Regions from separate parts of the Mus musculus genome. Here all the other regions are linked to region 3. The links are chromatin contacts, called in public Hi-C and HiCAR-type maps. All regions are on one chromosome and are shown on one strand. The core of a region is the stretch at or near the end of the contact, and the rest is flanking DNA. Distances in the headings are between cores, read along the strand shown. Region 1 has its middle 35 kb from the start of 1110015O18Rik. Region 2 has its middle 54 kb from the start of 1110015O18Rik. Region 3 holds the start of Zfhx4 (zinc finger homeodomain 4). Region 4 has its middle 110 kb from the start of 1110015O18Rik.

What was found. A called contact is a pair of places that touch in the nucleus more often than the background predicts. HiCAR-type assays count read pairs that join an accessible place to other places.
Region 1: a Hi-C map of cumulus cells shows a contact between it and region 3, with 4 times the contacts expected there. The contact joins the enhancer-like site here to the promoter of Zfhx4 in region 3. A contact is called at or near these places in 3 of 39 promoter capture datasets (the 3T3-L1 cell line and liver), 1 of 15 datasets of contacts at CTCF or cohesin (the NIH/3T3 cell line), 2 of 484 Hi-C or Micro-C datasets (adipose-derived mesenchymal stem cells and cumulus cells) and 5 of 115 datasets of contacts at active chromatin or transcription factors (the NIH/3T3 cell line, craniofacial prominence, embryonic limb bud and 2 more).
Region 2: a contact with region 3 is called in a HiCAR-type map of embryonic stem cells, with 18 times the contacts expected there. The contact joins the enhancer-like site here to the promoter of Zfhx4 in region 3. A contact is called at or near these places in 3 of 39 promoter capture datasets (the 3T3-L1 cell line and liver), 1 of 15 datasets of contacts at CTCF or cohesin (the NIH/3T3 cell line), 1 of 484 Hi-C or Micro-C datasets (adipose-derived mesenchymal stem cells) and 5 of 115 datasets of contacts at active chromatin or transcription factors (the NIH/3T3 cell line, craniofacial prominence, embryonic limb bud and 2 more).
Region 4: a contact with region 3 is called in a Hi-C map of adipose-derived mesenchymal stem cells, with 4 times the contacts expected there. The contact joins the enhancer-like site here to the promoter of Zfhx4 in region 3. A contact is called at or near these places in 1 of 39 promoter capture datasets (the 3T3-L1 cell line), 3 of 484 Hi-C or Micro-C datasets (adipose-derived mesenchymal stem cells, cumulus cells and myocytes) and 2 of 115 datasets of contacts at active chromatin or transcription factors (embryonic midbrain and embryonic stem cells).

The regions. Positions count from the first base shown.
Region 1 is chr3:4,761,755-4,765,316 of GRCm38.p6, forward strand. No RefSeq gene overlaps it. Among named protein-coding and RNA genes, the nearest start is that of 1110015O18Rik, 35 kb to the right of the region's middle. Within about 2 kb of position 1,562, at least 2 of the 459 cell types and tissues checked have an H3K27ac peak or open chromatin away from gene starts, as enhancers often do.
Region 2 is chr3:4,742,916-4,746,379 of GRCm38.p6, forward strand. No RefSeq gene overlaps it. Among named protein-coding and RNA genes, the nearest start is that of 1110015O18Rik, 54 kb to the right of the region's middle. Within about 2 kb of position 1,901, at least 3 of the 459 cell types and tissues checked have an H3K27ac peak or open chromatin away from gene starts, as enhancers often do. A contact at or near this core is called in embryonic stem cells, where this site is marked.
Region 3 is chr3:5,216,624-5,219,934 of GRCm38.p6, forward strand. Zfhx4 (zinc finger homeodomain 4) reads left to right here and starts at 1,931. Exons shown (of 11, transcript NM_030708.2): 1 at 1,931-2,304. All of the region lies in intron 1 of 2700069I18Rik (RIKEN cDNA 2700069I18 gene), which reads right to left.
Region 4 is chr3:4,905,321-4,908,652 of GRCm38.p6, forward strand. It overlaps the pseudogene Gm52665. Among named protein-coding and RNA genes, the nearest start is that of 1110015O18Rik, 110 kb to the left of the region's middle. Within about 2 kb of position 1,906, at least 4 of the 459 cell types and tissues checked have an H3K27ac peak or open chromatin away from gene starts, as enhancers often do.

The DNA.
Region 1 (3,562 bases), core at 312-2,811, 460 kb before region 3:
TGTGTCCTTGCATTCCTTTATTCCCCTCTTCTTCTACTAAGTAATTCTAATCTTGGAATTTTAGAAGTCTATATCTCTATGTGGAGAATAGAAATCATACTCTTTTTTTATCTTAACTCTAGTGGTGTTGACGCTGGAGGATCGTAAGCTATACTGTATCTTTAACCTGGGAACAAAAACAGAATAAGGGATAGTAAACAAGTCTAGGCAGAAACCCTTCTAGTGAGGCTTGAGGGTCTCAGCATGATGCAGGTGCACGTAGATCAGACATCTGACTGGAACTGGTGAGATGTCTTTGGGGTATCCGGCTCGTTCGCTGTAGCCAGTTGTGACCAGACTTCTTTCTGCACCACCTGCAAGCCTTTTAACTTAGCATACAGATTATTATTACAACAATATGTAGGTTTAAACACATCATTTTAGACAGTGATGGGCATGGGAGCCCCATAAAGGATCTCAAAAAGAGTAAGGCTGAATCAAGAGGGAGTATTTTCAGTTTTAAATAGGGCAAGGGGAGGGAGCGCCAAGTCTGCACCAGTTTCTATGGTTAATTTTGTCATGGTCTCTTTTAGAGTTCTATTCATTCTTTCTATCCGTCCTGAGCTTTCGAGCCTGTATACACAATGTAACTTCTAATCAATCTCTAATATCTTGGCCAGTCCCTGACTTACCTGGGCAACAAAGGCAGGGCCATTATCTGACACTATTGCTTTTGGCACTCTGAACCTTGGAAATTTTTCTTCAGTAATCTTCTTGATGACTATCTGAACAGTCTCATTTTTACAGGGAAAAGCTTCTATCCATCTTGAGAACATTCACAAAAACCAGAAGGTATTCATACACATAATTTTCTCAATAAAGTCTATTTTCCAGTAGATGTCAGGTCTGTCTTCCCATGGGAGGACTAGTTTTCTTTCTTCAGTTTCTACTATTTTATTCAGGGTTTCTTTTACCAGTCTTAATTTGTCTATAACTTGATAGTCTTCAGGCTGTCAGGATCATTGCTCTTTGGGTTGCCTGTTTGGGGGATAGATCTGCCATCTGATTTCTTTTAGCCACAGCATCTTAGGTCTTTCTCTGCAGATGTCAACAGCCCTTTTTGTCTGTATATTGCTCCGTACGTTGGCAAAAGCATACCTGCTGTCAGTGTAGACTTTTCTTTTGTCATTTATAGAGCTTGTATCAAAGTCACAAGTTTTGCTTTCTGTCTACCACTGCAACTGCTGTCCCCACCTTCTGCTTACCTTCAACTGCGAGGCTACTGCCATCCATGTACCAGCTCGAACTCTCAGGCCAAGGCTGATCTGTTCCTTCAGATCGTTTCAAGTATCAGTTTCTTCTGCTAGAATGTCAGCACAATGATGAGTAGGTGAAGTCTCAGCATGTAGGGTAGCTTGAGGACAGCAGGGGGAGCGAAGGTCACTCATTCAGTCAACAAAAAAGCTCTGATAATGTGTCTATCAGTCAGGGGAATGGTTGGATAATGTTTCAAGAGTGTTAGTCAGCCATCAGTCAGGGGGGCTGAACCACACTTTCTAGGCATGTGCCAAGTTTTGTCTCAGAGTCAATTTATCTGCATCCTTGGACAGGAGCCACTATGTGCAGACAAGCAGGCCATCGTACAGCTACAAGGTTTAATTTCTTACAAGTATGACAACAGGTCTTTTTCAGTGTCCCAATCTCTGAGTAAGAACCTCTTTGGCAATACCTTTGTTCTCAGTCACATCTAGGAGGCCCAAAGCTGGGGACAACATTAGGACAGTCTTAATGGCATCTAAGGCCTGTTGTTCTTTATTTCTCTATATGCAGGGCTGTTTATCTCTTTAATTCAGCAAAACATGGAATCCACAATCTGCAGAAGCCTGAAGTGCCTAGGAGCTTTTCTAATTTGTTTTGACCTAGTAGGTGGAGGAATATGAAACACAGTCTCTCTCTCTCTCTCTCTCTCTCTCTCTCTCTCTCTCTCTCTCTCTCTCTCTCTCTCTTTTAGCTGCTGCCACAGGTAGGCCATTGGCCTCTTTTAAGGACTCAGTTTCTGTGTTAGCACCCCTTTTGCTATTTCTTTGCTTCTAGCCACGAACAGGTGAAGGGTTTGGTCATGAGGGGGTCTCCTCTTCTTTTTGTTGGGGCAGTCTTTCACCCAGTGACCATTTTCTTTACAGTAAACACATTGATCTTTAGCCAAAAGCTTTCTTTTGTTGCTAGGGACTATCTAAACTCTCTAGTTTTCCTGACTCTTGTGGCCAGCATTTTATTTCCCTTATCTCTTTTTAATTCCCTGGCTCCCTGTTTTTTACAGATCATTATCAGCATGTACCACTTTGTTGGGTTCTAGTCTGCCTCATTGCACATCTCTGATTCTGACTCTGGTCTCTGTCTTTGTTAGCCTTGTGTTTTTTCAACTCTTCCTTTTACTTGTCTCTTACTTACTTACTGGTTCTTTCTCTAAATATTTTCAATCAGGGTATCTCTTTCATTTCAGACCTCTCTAATCTCCTTTACCTCTATTTTCACGTTTCCTCACTGTTAACCTCTCTATTTGCCATCGTCATCTATCTCTCCCGAGTCTGCTGAATCTTTGCTCTTAGCTCTTCTTTGTAGACCTCTATCCTTCCTTCGTTTCTCCTCCTCTGCACTTTTTTTATCAACTTACGCTAACTTTCTTACCGACTTACCCTGTCCGTTTTCTAACTTCAGTAACTTCTTATTACCTTGGCCAGATTGTTGGGGCACTTTCTAGTCTCACAGAGATGAGACCCCCATCAAAACCTGGCAGTTAGACTCACAGGTGCTCCTTACCTTGGACAGAAGAAGCCTCAAGTGGGTGGATGTCTCCTTCACTGGTTAGCAGCTTAGGGCAGAGCTGCCCTAGTGGGGCAGGGAAAGGAGTGCAGCTCTCATAGCTGGCTGTACCGGGCCACTGATATCTTAAAGTCAAAGGACTTTTTCTGTTAACAAGAGGCATTCTGGTCAAAGCCTGAAGACAGGCAGGTGGGATGTAGGGGAGAGGAACATAATTAATGAGAAGCAGCCAGGGAACCCGCAGCACGGGCTCCTGGGAGCGGGAGGATCTAGCAGGCTGGGGGGGGGGGGCAGACAGGGGGGAAAGGCAGCAGAGGCAGCGACTCCACCATCTGACAGACTCAAGGTGCTTGCTGCACTCTCTGCTCACATAAGGAGGAGGTAAAGCTGCAGCAGTGGCAGCAGAGAGGGAGCGAGCAGCCAGGCAGCATTGGGGACCCGTGGGCATGAACCTGAGAGTGGGTTCTTGGAGGAGCCGGACAAGGGGGCTCTAGTCAGCCCCTCCCCAGCTGTGGCAGGCATTGTGGCCACTCTAGGGAGCCAGGCGGGGCTGGTGAGGCCCCCCACGGGCCTCACTCCTCTTCTTCTTTCTTCTCTTGCCCATCCTGTGGGCGGTGAAGTGTGTGGTGGTGGTGGGCAGTGGTGTCCCGGGGAAACCTCCGTGTTGGTGTTCTCCCCCCTGCAGTTTTCCACACGACACCTTGTCTCAGCCAGCACCCACACTTGCCATCAAGGTCTTACAACTCGTTCCCGGGGCACA
Region 2 (3,464 bases), core at 651-3,150, 470 kb before region 3:
TTTGAGGATTTCTCCTAAATGTAATATCTTGCCATATTATGAAGCAGTAGCTCAGATGATTATCTTTTGAAGGATGCAGGCACTAACTTATTTTGGGAAAGAGCTAGATATTATTGTTCAGCCTTACAGCGTAGGTCAAGGTCCTTGGCTGAAACAGCACAGTACAGAGTGCTTGCTTGCTCAAATAGGGTTTAAAGGAACTACCCTCAGGATAGGTTGATAAAATTTTTAAATGTATATGAGGTAATATTTCCTAATATGACCTCTTTAATACCCTTACACAATGCTGTTCTGGTGTTTACTGATGGCTCCTCTAAAGGGTGAGCTGGATATCTTAATAATAATTAATCAACAGGTAATCATAAAGATTCCTGGCCTCTCAGCTCAATTAGCAGAATTAAAAGTCAAGTATTTGAGATGTTTTTTCAACCATTTAATAATTCTCAAAGACAGGGTATTGTGGAACTTTAAAAACTCTTCTTCTTAAAAAACAAAGAAAGGGGGAAATTATATCCCCATGCACATTATTTAATATATCACCATGCACATTATTTAAATCATACTTTTATTTTAAGAATTTTGAAATTTGGATGTCAAGAACTTAATAAATGCCTCACAGTGTCTTAATACCAGACATAATCATGTCTAGGTGAGATGAAAAGGATCTACTTATTGGCATGTGGCTTGATCCTGAACAGCTACCTTATTGGGAAAGAGAAAAGCATAGGTTCTCTTCACAGAACTCTGCAGAAGCATAACGGCTAATTCGTCTGACAAGCTGAAAGGTGAGTTCACTGAGTGCCCTGACTGTAGTGACAAGAAAGCTGAATTGGGTATATGTTTTTGACCTACCTTTGTTTACCATTTTCCCAGTTTGGACAAGCTAAGATGCCTTGCTTCAAGCTTTTTAAACCTTATGGGACTTAGAACATTAGAGATCGTGTAATGTGACTTAGAAAGATTAGTCATAAGAAAGAGCTATAGTGATTCTTCTCCTTCCCTCATTGTGACCAGTTATTCTAACTCAATCTTGGACTGGTCTAGTAATAATTCCAGTATTAGAGAATTCTAGGGAAGATAGCTAAATTCTTAATTACCTAGCAAAGTTAATTTGGAGCACAGCCGACACTCCCAGAGAAGCTGCAGCCTTTCTGCAATTCTCAAAGCCACCCCCCCCCCCCCCCCGACAATCCCCCTCCCTTCTGAGCTCTAAGTCTCAGCTTGATCATTGCTAATTTGCAATTGAATGGAATACCTAGACTGCCCGAAAGAAGCTTTTGTAATGTTGCTTTTCACTGTCTCAACTTTGTTTTTCCAGCAGGTCAGTCAATGCCCTTCAGCCTGATGCAGCAGGTGTACACCCTTGCCTCCAACTTTGCAGGTGGCAGTTATTAATCTTCATGAGGAAGCATTCTAAGTATATATTGTGGCTTTGGTCTGAATTGGGAATAAGGTGTGCTAATGAGGGCCGGACAGTCAATGACAGGCACCCAGATCTTGGAACCATACCAATCTAAGACAGAGGTACACGCCAAAAGGCTGTGGCTATTGATAACACACCACAGAGCCATGCTTTCTGTGAAATATAACACAAACTAGCTGTACGTAGCCTCCAAGATGGAATTGGATGGTTCAGGAAGATCTAAGATTTCCTAAGACAGGCGGGGCCACCAGCCACCATAACTCCCAGGCAGGACTATAAAGCGTAAATAAAATTTATGCCTCAGTCTAGCTTTTTTTTTATATAATATTAATAACGGGGGGGGGTGGTGGAATGTAACCTCCTCCAGCCTAAGGCAGGCTGGTTCAGACCTTAAACCACTGAGGTGGGGCCACCTGCCATGCAGTTCCTCCTACTCAGCTAGTTTCCTTTGATGTAACATTGCCTAACACCTGCTGTGAGGCTGAACCTGTCCTCCTGAGATTTTCCAGAGTTAACTGCAACCTCGGAATTTGGCGACTTACTGCTAAAAGGCTGTGCTGACAACTTGGCATCACAACATCAAGAAACTTGGCATGGCAGGGGATGGCTCCCCCTCCCCCCCTTTATAAGCGCAGACTTTTATTATACGTTTTAGCTTTGATCAGGAATATTGACTTAGCTCCATTTTTTCTCTCGACCGCCTAGTTTCCCCTCTCTTTTCAGCCCCGGCTTGCCTCCCAGTTTCTTGTAAGCCGCAGGGTGGCTCCCAACAGCAGCCTTATTTGTGATAGCCAGTAGCTGGAAACAACCTAGATGTCCCATGACAGAAGAATGGATACAGAAAATGTGGTTCATCTACACAATGGAATACTACTCAGCTATTAAGAAGGACATCCTGGGTTTTGCAGGCAAATGGATAGAACTAGAAAATATCATCCTGAGTGAGGTAACCCTTCAATTAAATTTTATTCCTAAGTATTTCACTGTGTGGATTCACCATTAACAGACTATGGTTAGACATCTTTAAATTGTACCTTCTCAGAGGTTGCAAAGAGGGACTAATATCTAATTCTGTTTTGTCTGTCATTAGTAAGAGTTCTTTTTATACAAAATTATTTTCTCAAACCAACTTTGTTTTAAGGGCATTTCCTTTATACCAGTGTTTCCTCATCCTGAATTGTTGAGACTTTCATTCCCAAGGTATTATTATAGCAATAGGAACTTTCCAGAGATAATTAAGATTTGATTAGGTCATAAGAATGGACCCCTTAGGATAATATTAATGCCTTTATGTGAAATACAATGAAGGAAGAATATGAAAATGGTTGCCATTGAAAGCCAATTAAAGAGCCTTCATCGCAGACAAGAACAAAGTCTGTCTGATGTTAGGTTTTCACTGAAACTATGAAAAATATATTTCTATTATTTAAAACACAAAGTCTGTTTATTAAAGGCCATTCTTTTATATATGCTTCAACTAATTTTTAAATTATCTACAAAACAAGATACATATCTGCTAATTTCTTATTATTCATCAGCTCTCAGAAAGCTGATTTCTAGTAGCATCTTATTACTGGCAATGGTTTTAAATCTAGTTTAAAGACATATTCTTAAAATATTATATATAAATCAGAAAATTATATTAATTATTATATCAGTCACATTTCAAAATGTCATTTATAAATTTATACTGTAAATACTATTTAACTTCTTTGGATATGAAAACCTTTTAAGTAGTTAATTTAACATGAATTTTACTACATTTGATTTACTTTATGTAATTTTATTAATTTTGTGACAAAGTAAGACATCTTAATGTCATATTCCATGATTTTTATACTGTGTATGAATTGGCTGAATATGCATTCCGTATATAAAATTAGCCACCTGTCAGTATTTCTGAGTCTTTTGTATGAAAAGTTCTATTAAAAAATCACTTGGGATGTCAGCAGTATCCAATGCCTTCCTAACAAAGAAGCATTGGTTCACCACCAATTCAGATTCAAACAAGTTTTATTGTACTCATTTGTAAGCAAATGAC
Region 3 (3,311 bases), core at 681-3,180:
CAAAATAACTTTAAAATCTTAGAAACTCTTTCACTGTGAACAGATTTCTTCCCAAAGATGTTGGAAATAGGAGTCTCTTGAGACAGAATTTGCTTTTCTGTTGCCATTTAGTGGCTTTGGTTTCTAAAACACGGCTTCATGTAGCCACTCCAGATTTCTAAGATGGCATTGCCTTTTCCTCTTACCAAAGACCACATCTAGGTTTTATTCTCTGCTTTGAATTTTCATTGTAAAGTTAGCTAGTTGCTGAATGCAAGCAGCTTTTCAGATATGGGCCTAGGTCTGATCTTGCAGGGAGGAGTATAATTTTATCCACACAGATGTTTTGTTCTATTTGCATTTGTCCTAGGATGTAAGGCGTATACACTGATAGGACAAGGGTATTAGACCCAGGAAGACATATTTACTGTCTCTGAACTCTCAGTGATGTGCTACAAATCTTGCTGTTGCTATAAACCTTGTTTGGTACCTTTGGTTTTTAAGGACTAAAACAAGGTTTTGAAGCAGATCCTGGCAATCCAAAACTTCAAAGGCCTGTCAGCTCAGAAGTGGCTGGTGCCTCACCTGCTCAGGAAGCTGGGCAGCACTGGTGTTTCCTGTTTGCAGCTCATTTGATTGGTTACTCTTATTTTCATTATATGATTCCAGGTTTTAAAATATTACATAGATGGTGTCTACTTATGACCTCTTGTGTAGTAGTGTATCAAGATGCAATTCATATATATATATATACAGATATATTATATATATATATATATATATATATATATATATATATATATATATCCCACATTCAGTAGGGGGTATTTAAAAGTATGTCTATTCCGAGTGTTAGTTAATTATCTTTTAATGAAAGTGTCACTCATATTCACATCTGTAATATTGGAAAGAGATAATTAGATTTTCAAATGAGAATCAGGCACCTTAAATTTTGCACCAGAAAATACCAAATATATTTCACTCTAATGAGATCTGTATTGGGGTTTTAAAATTCATCATAATGTGCTTCCAGAAAGATAACTGAACAGTCTAGAAAGATGAAAGCTTTTCTTCCATAAGTCCTTTTAAACCATTACATTCAACTTATGCGATTCTGATAAAATATTCAAGAATATTACATAAAATCTAGGCTGTACCCTAGTATCACTCTTACAACCCGAACTTACTCTCATTTGGAAGTTTACTTTGACTAAACTAACCACTTCCACCTCCCTTGTAGGTTTTCTCTAGCGTAAATGCAAGTGCAAGATATAGTTTTAAATAGAATGCCTGAGGATCCAGAGAGAAATCTCTCCTTTGAAAGAGGTTGAACTGGGTGTTGTTTGCTCACACTGACTGGCACTCTTTATTTACATACATCTGCATATTTGCTCAGGCCTTAGTATTTAGCTGTTAAAGTACTTCTGAGTGCGTAGTAGAATAAACCAACCCAGAGAAAAGCTCTTAATTACCTTGACTTGTATTTCTCCTTAAAGCTCCCTGGTAAACATATCTTTGGTGTGAGAGTAATTATTTTGCCTGGGTTTTTTTTTTTTTTGTTTTTGTTTTTGTTTTTTTTTTTTTTAATCTAGAACTCTAAAAAGGCATTTCTTAGGAATGAGTTGTGCTTTTATATTCTTCTCTTTGCTGTCTCTGTGTGAGAGTGTGTTCGTGTGTGTCTAATGAAGTTTGAGAGTTGTGCGCAGGGGCGCATGGGGTGCGAGCCCCGGAGGTCCCCATCCTCCGTCTCCTTAGTCGCCTCGTCCAGGGCTCCAGCCGCAACGCTAGGAGCCCTGGAAGTCGCGAGGCTCCCAGGCTGCTTTGAGTCCTGGCTGCGCGTCATTTGCAGTCTGGGGAATGTTGATCACCTCACTAATTACACCTCTCCCCCCTCCCTCCCCCTCTCCCTCGCTCTCCTCTCTCATTCCCAGAGTGCATATCGGGAATAGACACACAAAGACATGCGCACTCAACTTAATCAGCCATTTTTTTTAAACAGGGCTAAAACGATAATAATTAGCAGAATAAAGACATATCGGATTTTCATTTCCTTTCCTCCTTTTCCCAACCCCTTCACAAGCAAACAGCGAGACCGCGGTCGGCACATGCTTTAACTCCTCCCGGAACCCCGAGGACCGCTCCGTGCTCCCCACTTTTTGCTCCAGCGTTTTTATTTTCACCCAATAAAGTTCGAGGATTATTTTTTTATTTTTTATTCTTTTTAATGAACCCTCTCGTTTTACTTGGATGTGATCAGCTGTACGTAAAATAAAAGCAAAACAAAAAAGAGGCGAAGATCGAGTAGGAACTGCAGGGAAATGGAAAGTAAGTTTTTTCTTTAACTTTTATTGAGTAGTTTGTGTTAAATTTAGGTCGAGTATCGATTATCTTTCCAGCCTGATCTTGCACAATCTTTGATATTTCGCTCACTCTCTCTCCCTCTCCCTCTCCGCCTCTCTACCCCTAGATCGCTTGCTACCGCTCGCCCTAGCACACGTACCCTCATCCCGACCACCTCTTCCGCTCTGCCCCCCTTTTCCATCTCTTTCCCCCGTTTTTTTTTTGGCTCAAAGATTTGCTCTGCTGAGGGAGGGAGAAGGCACAGGCGGAGGGGGGATTGGGGCTGGAGGTGGGGGGGAGGCATGCTTTTCAAGATTTAACTTTTGTATTAAGTGACTTTCGGCCGAGCAGTTTTCTGTCTTTTTCTCAGTCTTTTCGGGTTCTGCTTTCCTCGGGAGCCGGAGACACTCTGGTGATCCGGCGAAGCTGTCATTTCGGCAGCGGCTCGGACATTATCTGGGGTCCTCGCTCGCTCCGCGTCCCTGCACCCCATCGAGATGATGTTTCCTCTGCACACATTCTCCGAAAGTTTGGACAGTGGTCGGTGGGGCTCGCAGCCCCCCTCTCCTCTCCTCTCCCTTGATCCTCCCCTGTACTCTTCTCGGTTTCCTTTTCATCTTCCTTTTCCCTTCTCCACCCTTTCTCAAGTTCCCGAAGGGCACTCACTGCGCGGGGCTGTGGCAGGCCAGGGCTGGTGCGCGCGAGGCGCCGGGCCCGGGAGGATGGGCGAGCGCGGGGCTTGGCTGCAGGTAGACACCGGTCTGCGGAGCGCGGCCGGCAGCGGCAGGCCCTGGCGGCTCTTGGCTGCACGGGCGCTGCGGACCTGGTAGGTCCGTTAGGAGGCGGGATCTCCCGGCCTATGTCCGCAGACCTGGGAGTGGAGGCAGCTCGCCCCGGGGTTTGGGGATTGATCGCCACACTAAGAGGACACCCGCGGCTGGAGATCAAGAGCCTTTGCTTTCTTTTTTGGTAAAGGGCAAGGGTGTGTGTGT
Region 4 (3,332 bases), core at 656-3,155, 310 kb before region 3:
ACTGGAAGCTAAAGTGAAAGCTTATTCTATTCATTTTTCACATGTAAGCTAAGAAGTAAAATAACTCTCGCTCCTTAGAGATGCCAGTGTGGGGATTGTTGGATACCTTTTAGCTCTCAAGAGTAAAATCAGCTGAATCTCAGTCATAATGGTACAGTTGTCAATGGAAAAAGAAAGCAAACTTGAAGTGCCTTCTACACAGGCCCTGTTTTCTTCAGATACAATTTTGTCCACTGATTCTTAGCATTTCTGCACTTACAGTTCTCAAAACAGGATATGCAGTTTTGATTGTTGTCATTAAATGTGACACTTTACTGCCTTATAGCAAATCATTCTTAAATTTATTGTTGACCAAAACCAAACAAAACAAAAACAAATTCAAACAAACAAAAAAACCACATCAATTTAATAAAAGCATTTGTAAGAGGTCAGAAACTGGAAGCATTATAAAGCCTATGTAGGAGAGAAATGCTATGATTCTAGCTTTATATATCTAGCCTTTAGAGAAATGGGATATAGCTTCTACAATGAAAATGTCCCATCAAACAAACGAATAAAGATTCCATTCCTATAAAAGAAAGTGACTTGACTTATTATCCCACAAGAACCATATGCAAGGAATAGTTACCCTTCTTTAGAGATTTCTGTATTTTTTTCCTCTGTGGGGTTATTCACTTTGGTAGAGAAATACCTTTAGCTGTGAGTTAGTTTGTGACAGAGTTCAAAGAGAGAATGGTGTTAATAATTGGATAGAAAAATAATCTCAAATCAAGATTTGCGTTAAGGAATATGTGATCACTTGATATTAGAAAGTTTCAATCACACATTTCTATGAATTCTTAGTTATATCAAAATGCAATATTATGACTCTAAGTCAGATCATCCTCCTAAAAATATGCAAGTTGTATTTCTGTGCATGTGTGTACTAAGTGCTAATAATATGCAACTTCTGCAAGATAGAATTCCCCAAAAAACTCTCCCAAAGGTCTACTTATCTTGAGGACCACATACATTTCAATTTCAATTTCTGGCTTATACTTTCAACATAGCCTGATGTTCTTTTCTCACATTCTCCTATACTTAATGCTCCAATGAATATACACATGCACATTCAAAACATGATTGACATTTTTGTATGGATAGCTATAATAAGATTTATATACAGCCTCACTCAAAGTCTCACTCAGAAAAATAAGAAACATGTACTATGAAAATGAGTCTAGAGTTTAGAATGTAGTTAAAAGAAACTAGTTACATAAAGGTGAGAAAATACATCCTAAATGAAGGAAATGCCATGCCATGGGCAGATGCCCCTAACTAAAGAAAGGAGAAGACAACTTGAGCAAAAGCATTTATCTTTATTCCTCCTGAATGCAGCTTCTCATGTCCTTTTTATAATGCAGCAACATTTGTTTTTACCAAGTTTTAGTTGTAGAAAAGGCCAGATTAGGACAGTTTCCTTGGAAGTGTGCAACCTATTCAGCTGCATATGTAGCAGAGGATGTCCTTGTCTGGCATCAATGGGAATAGAGGCCCTTGGTTCTGTTAAGGCTCGATGGATGCCCTAGTGTAGGGGAATGCCAAGGCAGGGAGGAAGGAGTAGGTGGGTGGGTGGGGGTACACCTTCATGGAAGCAGGGAGATAGGAGATTGGATAGTGGGCTTCCAGGTTTGGGGAAATGGACTGGGAAAGGGGGATAACATTTGAAATGCAAATAAAGAAAATATCCAAAAATAGAAAAAGAAAAAGAAAATCTTGATTAACCACAAATATGACTAATACTTAAAGTGGATTGTACTTATATATTTATAAATGTGTGTATGTTTATGTATGTTTGACTGAGTGTCTATGTGTGTTTGCATATGTATATATAACAACAATTAAAGAAAAAGAGACCTTTAATTTGAAAGAGAACAAAGATTGGAGTACACGGGCAAGGTGGAGAGGAAGAATAAAGGGAGGAAGAAAATTATGCAATTATTTTATAAATTAAAAAATATAATTTAAAAAACAATAGTTGTCTGAGAATAAAAGATTCTTCACTCGATCTTAGCCAAAAGGCCGAGAAGCGATAGAATAAAAGATTCTTAAAGATACTGTTAAAATCACTAGCATATAAATACTATATAGAGGAGGAAATAGAAGGATTTAGTAGGACTGTCTCTGTCACCAAAGTATATTGCCAAAATCAGTCTTTCTCAATAACATATCAAAAGTTCACTTGACTAGAAAAATGATACATGTTTGTAATAGGTGTACATTGATTTGTATATTATAAGGATGTTGGGAGCCAAAACTAAATTCTTTATAATAATCCAAGTGAAAAAGATGACTACCAAGTCTTAAGACATAAAACTGGACCTCCTGCCCAAGCTGACTAAGTCCAGATGAAGGTCACCAACAATTACCACAAGATGATTCAGACCTGACACAAACAGCAGATGTCATAACCACAAGATGTACTTTTAGATATCATGCTTCCCCTTGTAGTCACCGAGGAAAATTACCACTGCTCCCCCCTGCCCTTCTGCATAAAGGTTATCTCCCCTTTGTTCTTTTTGTATAATAACTGCAAGTTTTGCTGAATACAATGAGACCTTGACAAGATCCAGATTGACTCCGTGTCTTTTCTGTGATTGGTCTCCGTTTCTCTCTCACCCCCCATTTGGCTTTCAGGAGCAGTCCCCTCCAGACCCACGAATAACTGGACCTGCTGGATGGGTCATAAGGATATGACTTACTACAGTATTTAGAAATTTTCAATATGTGTGTAAACTGTTTGTTGTTGAAGGCATCTTAGATAATGAATATCTGAATAGCACTTATTCAATTATTTCCAGATCATATCTGAAAACTAATACTATCACAATGTTATACAAATTTGCTTCCTTCTGTTCATCTTTGACAAACTATAACTCTTAAATTTGGTCTCTTTGCAAATTGTAATAGTTACAAAACACTATTATACTGGCTTTGAAACTACAGACAGAGGAAAATCAAGGAGGCATGAGCTGCAGGTCACACCTGTATCTTCAGAATGACCAAGAACAGACTCTTTCAGCACTTATTTACTTTATATTGTTACCATGAATAAACAGATACTATACATTTCTCACTGCAAATTCATTGGTGATTTATACGTAAGTCAGATATGGCCTTGTTCTGAAAACCCGGGGAAAAAAAGCTGCAAACTAAATTGCATGAAGCTGAAGCATCCTTTGCCAATGTAAGCATTCTACTTTAGTAGACTTAATGAATCTGATTCTCTCCAGATGATATTTGAATTGGCATTTTTTTGCTATAATCACTTGGGGAAAGGGAATTGCCAGTAG